2 separate regions of the Mus musculus genome follow, and region 1 is linked to region 2. A link is a contact called in public Hi-C data. All regions are on one chromosome and are shown on one strand. Each heading gives the region's core, a stretch centred on a gene start, on an enhancer-like site or on the middle of the called end of the contact. The rest is flanking DNA. Distances are from core to core; before and after follow the strand shown.

What was found. A called contact is a pair of places that touch in the nucleus more often than the background predicts.
Region 1: a contact with region 2 is called in a Hi-C map of CD8 T cells, with 5 times the contacts expected there. The contact joins two enhancer-like sites. A contact is called at or near these places in 29 of 484 Hi-C or Micro-C datasets (the Ba/F3 cell line, CD4 T cells, CD4 single positive thymocytes and 19 more), 1 of 115 datasets of contacts at active chromatin or transcription factors (astrocytes) and 1 of 9 other capture datasets (adipose tissue).

What each region holds. Positions count from the first base shown.
Region 1 is chr2:49,866,881-49,869,766 of GRCm38.p6, reverse strand. All of the region lies in intron 2 of Lypd6b (LY6/PLAUR domain containing 6B), which reads right to left. Among named protein-coding and RNA genes, the nearest start is that of Lypd6b, 81 kb to the right of the region's middle. Within about 2 kb of position 1,411, at least 19 of the 459 cell types and tissues checked have an H3K27ac peak or open chromatin away from gene starts, as enhancers often do. A contact at or near this core is called in CD8 T cells, where this site is marked.
Region 2 is chr2:49,768,372-49,771,735 of GRCm38.p6, reverse strand. Kif5c (kinesin family member 5C) reads right to left here. Exons shown (of 26, transcript NM_008449.3): 26 at 1-572. Among named protein-coding and RNA genes, the nearest start is that of Lypd6b, 18 kb to the left of the region's middle. Within about 2 kb of position 1,320, at least 55 of the 459 cell types and tissues checked have an H3K27ac peak or open chromatin away from gene starts, as enhancers often do. A contact at or near this core is called in CD8 T cells, where this site is marked.

The sequences.
Region 1 (2,886 bases), core at 162-2,661, 98 kb before region 2:
CTGTGAACCGATGACCCTCATCAAGCTGACCTCACAGCCCCGACTTATTTTTACAGCCAAACCATTTTCTTTGCTGAACATAAGTCTATAGGACTCTTCAAATTTTGCTAGGTCTGACTAAAGAAAAAGCAGTCAAATATTCACAAAAATTACAAGCTGTGATCTCCCTAAGTCACCAGGGCTCCAGAACCCCATAAGAAAGCTGGAAAAAAAGGACTAAAGAGGTACTACTGTTCCTGACCCATAATTGTTCGGGGTCCATCACTACAATGGAAATGCATCATAGAAGAATAAATTTTAAATAAGTAAATAAATAAAAGCATTCGCCTACAAAAGCCTTGGGCTCTGGGCAGGCTTAATTCTAAGTCTCAGTATTGTATCTTGGCGCTTGCTAACAAAGTCTTCCACTAAGCAGCCTGCCAAGGAGCAATGAAGCAGAGCTCTAGCAATTCTTCCAACAAGCTACTGAGAATGCAGGGCTAATTTAATGGGGCAGGGCCAAGTGCAGCTAACAAACGGCGCTTCTGTAAGATGGAAATAAGTTGCCCGTGTTCTTTCAGCAGTAACTCTCCTGGCTAAGCAGCTCTGAAAGAGTTCAAAGCCTCCCTCTTGTCAATGGGCAGCTGACCACGAGTCCATTCTCCATCTGCAGCCAAGGAGAGATGGCCAGAACACGGGGCTTTGCCCAGTGTCCACTGGCATCAGCCAGGGATTGGGGTATCTGAGTTGTATCCAATCTCTTCCCTGGAGAAAGAACACACAGAACCATGCTCTACTTGCTAGAAACCCAAGGACCTCAACTAAATCCCTTTCCTTTGTCCCAAATAGAAACTAAGTCATGGCACATGGGAAGCAAGTCTTATCCACAGCAACCCTTTGAACAGGCTGCACTATGTGCTCCCTCTGTTTGATGCACACAGGGTGTCTGTCACTCATAGCCTGGAAAGCTTAATCTTTCAATACCTCAATAAATAACCTTCATCCTAGGCCTGGCTCTTCTTTAAAAAGGCAATGCATCGATCTGTTGTCTGTTCTGATTAGTCTATGTAATAGTGTGAAGAGTGCTAGGACAGGCAGCTCTGCCCACACAGACTGCATAGCTTTGGGTGTATCAGTTCCACTTTCTTGGTCCCGGTTTCCTTCTATGAAAAGCACAGAGATGTGACAGAAATGTGTGAGAGTGGCAGCTACTTCAAGGCTCTGTGGTTCTGTGTATTTTCCTGAGCTGTTTCTCTCTTTGAAGGATGCGCACGCTTTTATTACCAGATCTTTCTGTTCTCTCATTCTTACTTTCTTACAGACTTTGCCGGTCATGTGTCCTTTGCAGAGAAATCTGTGTGACTTCACATAAGAGAAACTCTTCACATAAGAGACCAACCCGAGTGAGTGTGTCAGCCTTCCATCTCTAGCAGAATATCTGAGAGAAAGCAACTTCAAAGAGAAAAAGGTTGTTTGAGGATCCGGTGCGTAGTGGCCTGGGGTGGGCCGGCTCCCCATTGCTTTTAGGCCTGTCATGAGACAGAAGATTAGTAGATAGCACACTGCAGAACCATTGATAGCCAGAAAGGGAAGAAGAGGGAGACAAAGATGGGGAAGGTAGAAAAAGGGAAGGGGAAGTGGGGGAAAGGGAAAGAGAGAAGGAACTTCATAACAAAGCTTAACTCCTCCAATCATTTAGTCCATCAATGGTGTAGCCTCTTCAAGAGGACCCTCATGATCCAAGTATATTCCAAAGGTTTGAGCTCTGGGAAGCACTGGGGGTCCAAGCCTTCTACACATGAGCTTTGGGTGGGGGTGGGGACACTTCACTTGTATACCTGGACATTAAGGCTTAGGAATTTTTATGTGCCTGGTTGTCCTAGATCCTGACTACCTTCCCATCCTATGATCAACAAATTTAAAGAAAGGGAAGCCCTGGCCAACATGCAATTTTGAGACTTGGAGTTTTTTAATTTTAAGTAACAATAATTTAAAAGGTACTCATATTACAGAAACATATCTATACAATAAAGAAAACTGACCAGGGTTATGAGCCAATATATAATAATATCAGTTAACGAGGAAGCTAGAGATCATAGTGAATTACCTCAGGGAACACTTGCTTTTGCTGTTTCGGTTTTTAAGAGAGTCCCATATATGTACCGACCACTGGCTTCAAACTCACAAGGCTGCTGCTCCCTTCCCTAAACACAGATTAATGCACCTAAAAGCAGGTTAAGGTTAACTAGCTGTTAGCTGTTATCTACTGGTCTGTATTCCAGTCTGAAAGGAACACATATTAACATCTCATACAGTACTGGTTTTCTGGTGTTTAGGAATTCATGGGGTAGAGCCAGGTACGGTGGCAGAAACCTCTTTTGAGGATCTGAAGATGGACTCTCTAATTCCAAGCTTATTATCCAGGAAATGGGCAGCCCCTTAAGCAATCAGCAGATAAAATGTCTCTCTGTATCTCCTTGCTTTGTTCTCTCACACGTCCTCTCCAGTCCTTTCATTTTCTCCTGGCCCCCTTTTCTTGGCTCTTCTCTTCTCGCTTGGTTCTGCCAGGACAGCTAAGAAGGTTATTTAGACCCATTAGTGACCCATGATAAAGTAAAATAAAATGAGAAATTGCTGCTTATCTTCAGTGAGCAGAACCATAGGATGGGACTCAAAGCATCGGAAGCATTTCATGTTAACATTAAGGGAGCTGAAACATGAAAGCCCATGAGATGAAATGAACTCAGGATGGCGAGTTCGATCAAGCACTACCTCCTTGTAGAAACACTCAAAATGCGGCTCTGTGTTCCATGCTATCCCACCAGAAGCTGATATGGGTCACTGTAAAACATTCTTCCACGAGAAGTTGCTATGGGTTAAGCAAAGTTACCCAAACCACAGCATTTG
Region 2 (3,364 bases), core at 71-2,570:
GAAGGAATCTGCTTTGCATTTTAACAGGTGCCATACTAAAAGGTCTATTTTACAGATCCAAAGATATGACCAGGATATTTAAAATGCTCTCTGGGGTTGGTTTTGGAAAAGTGTTCAGAATGAAAATTTTGAACCCTATAGCAGCACTTTTTTTTTGTTCCCTAAAAATATAAAGTAATGTGTTTATTTTACAGGAAACCAGAAGTCGAGGCAGAGCGTGGTCACTGGTTCCACTGCACTTGATTGTCCCTCTAGGATGGCACAGCAGGGCGTTCCATTCCAAGGGGCCAGTGCACTGCAGGGGCCTCCAGAGACCACACAACCCCGGAGGCTGAGAAGTGGCGAGGTCTGAGCAGGAAGTGGGTATTGCGTAACCCCCTCCTTCCAACTTCTTAGGAGAAGGATCCAAGCACGTATCTGTGCACACAAATTCTACACAGCGCAAACACCTGAATCTGGTGTACTACAGACGGCTGGGCAAGCAAGTGTAAAAAGAAACGGAAACTGTATAGGAGGGGACAGAAAGGAACTGGTGACTACTACAGTCCTTTTCATGCTACGTGGAGTCATATCTGTTGAGAAATGAAAGAGAGAACACAGGCATTAGTGGTCAGCAGATTCACTCCTCAGACGTCTGTTTCAGTCTAGACATTTTGAGTAGAGCTGTCCAATACAAGTACAACTCGAGCCTCTTATTTTATTTCTTTCAGAATCTGCATTAAAAGGTAAAACTGAAGGGAAAACCTAATCTCAAGGATACGTTTTTGTAGTTCAGTATTAAAATACGACTTCAATATGTACGAATGCTGCTATTCTTCACAACAGTGTTGCCACTGCGGGACTGGCACATACTCCACCGTGCGTGTGCTCAGCCTGATGTCTCCTGCTCGCCCTCACTGCTTCTCAGTTGAGACTCGGCTAACATGATGGATAACAGAGCTTCCTCCATCCTGCATCTAAGTATTTTGTCCTGACCCAGTCACGGTAGTCTCTTCCAAAAGTCAGTACATTCTGCATCTGTGTGCCATCGGAATAGCACAAAGCACTTCCTGTCCCAGGGGACAATCAGACATCACTCATTAACCAGGACACACATCACCAGGCAGGTCAGGCATGGTCCTGACCCAGGCATTCTACAAAGAGAGAACTGATTTGAAAGTGTGTTCCACACCAATGGTGTCATGAAGATTTCAGTACAGCACCCGCTTCCAGTTTACTCTCAGTAGAGGTCTGTCCATCTGACCTTGGGCAGGTCCCCAGGGTGGGAGTCTTCGACCTCTCCTGACTAGAAACCAGCCCTGAGTCATCTTCCACTAACTCTTGTAAGCTTGACACTCAACATAGCAAAAGAGTCAACCCCTGGCAGCATCATGGGGCCCTGACCCATCTGTAATCTGCCCTGTGGGTTTCTGGCAGAGGTCCTGGAACCCTCGGGCTGAAGGAAGGAACCCAATGGGCAGGCACAGCCTTGTCCTAGGAAGCTAAAGGAAGTGGCACAACAGGAAATATGATGGAGCCAAAGTAAAACTCATCTGCTCCCGAGTTTGAACAAGACTCCATAACCTGACACACTGTACTTCCTGTTTGCCTCCAGCCTCTGTCCACCTGTGAGGCCTCACAGCCCTGCCACAGTACTGTCTCCAAGTTGTTTCTCTACAGCCTCCTCATTCAGAATAGTGGAAGCAGCACTACATATTTTGTGTAAATAAACACAACATAAATTATGCATGAATACAGAAAAAGGAAAGAGGAGCATGGAACAGAAGAGAAACCTGGCAGGTGAGGGGACAGTTCGTGCTTTCTAAGAACAGCCATTTCTCCTGGACCCACAGAGTAAATATGCAGGAATCTCAGTCTGTCATTTCCCATGCTTACAACCATCCTGATTAAAGGGAGTAGAAACAACCTTTGATGATAATCTTGTATTTTTAGAAGTTACAGAGAGATAAAGCAGTTTATAGGAAGGATGAGTCTCACATTTGACCTTTCTTGAGAGTTTGTCCTTCCTGCTGAGTGCAGAATGATGCAGTCATTTACAATCTACTGTGAGCTGAAAACCAAAGGAAGGCTTTTGGAGAGCAGCACCGAGATCCTACTTCACCTGAGGGTTTGTTCCTTCAAACGCACCATCCCACTGGGCAGAAGGGATTGGTCTTCCTGTGTACCTGCAGGCAGGGAGGTGCTGGCTGCAGACCTTACCTGGAGACTATGGCCTACAGCAATGACAGCAGCCAACCCATGTTGACACAGGAAGCATTCAGCACACAAATGCTGTGGCCCAGCCTCAAGAACTCCAGCAGACCATGAAGGGAGGAGATTTCCACTAGAAAGATGGTATTCAAGTCCCACACTGCACCCCCGCCCCCCAGTACAAGTTCCAGCACGTTTGGGCTGACAGCTTGAAAGAAACGGGGGCCACAATGGAAGCTTACTTTATTCACTTCAGGGGCAGTGAGAAAGGTGGACTGTGACAGGCTGCTGAATGGAAAAGCAGATCTGCTTCTGTTATGCTCCTTGCCCAGGCCTGTAGAAGAGACGCTCTCTCACCCAGCAGTAGCAAGGGACCAGGTCAAGAGACCAGGCAGTGCACTGACCCGAGGCTCAGCCAACCTGAGGCCAGCAATTCAGAGTGGGGACCTGTGGCCAGATTTAGAAGGAAATAAAATCACCTTGCTCTAGAAGGGGTGGAGAAGGCTGAAGAAAGAAGCTAATTATACACAGAAGGGTTTTGCAAGACATATTTGGACTCCAACCCTCAACTTTGGCTTTTGAAACTGCTTGCAGTAGATTTAAGCTTAATCCAAACAGTACATAGTTTTATCTTTCCCTGCGCCTTTCTACAGTTCAATCCCCATTTATAAGAATTACCAGTTGCCTTTGCTTATCGTGGCGATACAATCTGCCACGGAGGAACCGTTCCGCATTTTTGACCAGGAGAAGTGCATAACCCAGACTACTGAAGCAAGGTCTTCCTGGTGCCACCGCGTCGCCTTCTGAGTTCTGGGTGGTAGTCTCCAGGCCACCAGCAGTGCCCACCTCAGGTCCCTCTGTCCTGGTCCCTACAGACACACTACTTTCCTTTTGACCTCACAACAGCTATAAGATTAGTACTCTAAAGGTCAAGTTTGGCTAAGTTCTTGTCTGGGTTTCCTTTAATGCCTTCCATATTGTCCTGTCAGACTCCTACATAAGGACCCTTGTATCCCTTGAATCCTTTCTCGAAACAGCCAAGAATCTTCTCTGAAGTGATAAGGGTAGCTGTTGTCTTCATATACTCCAGGCAAGGCCATGCAGAGAAACAGATGCACAAGCAGACCCGAGAAGTAGCTGCTATCCATTAAAGGAGACAAAGAGGTCTACGAAA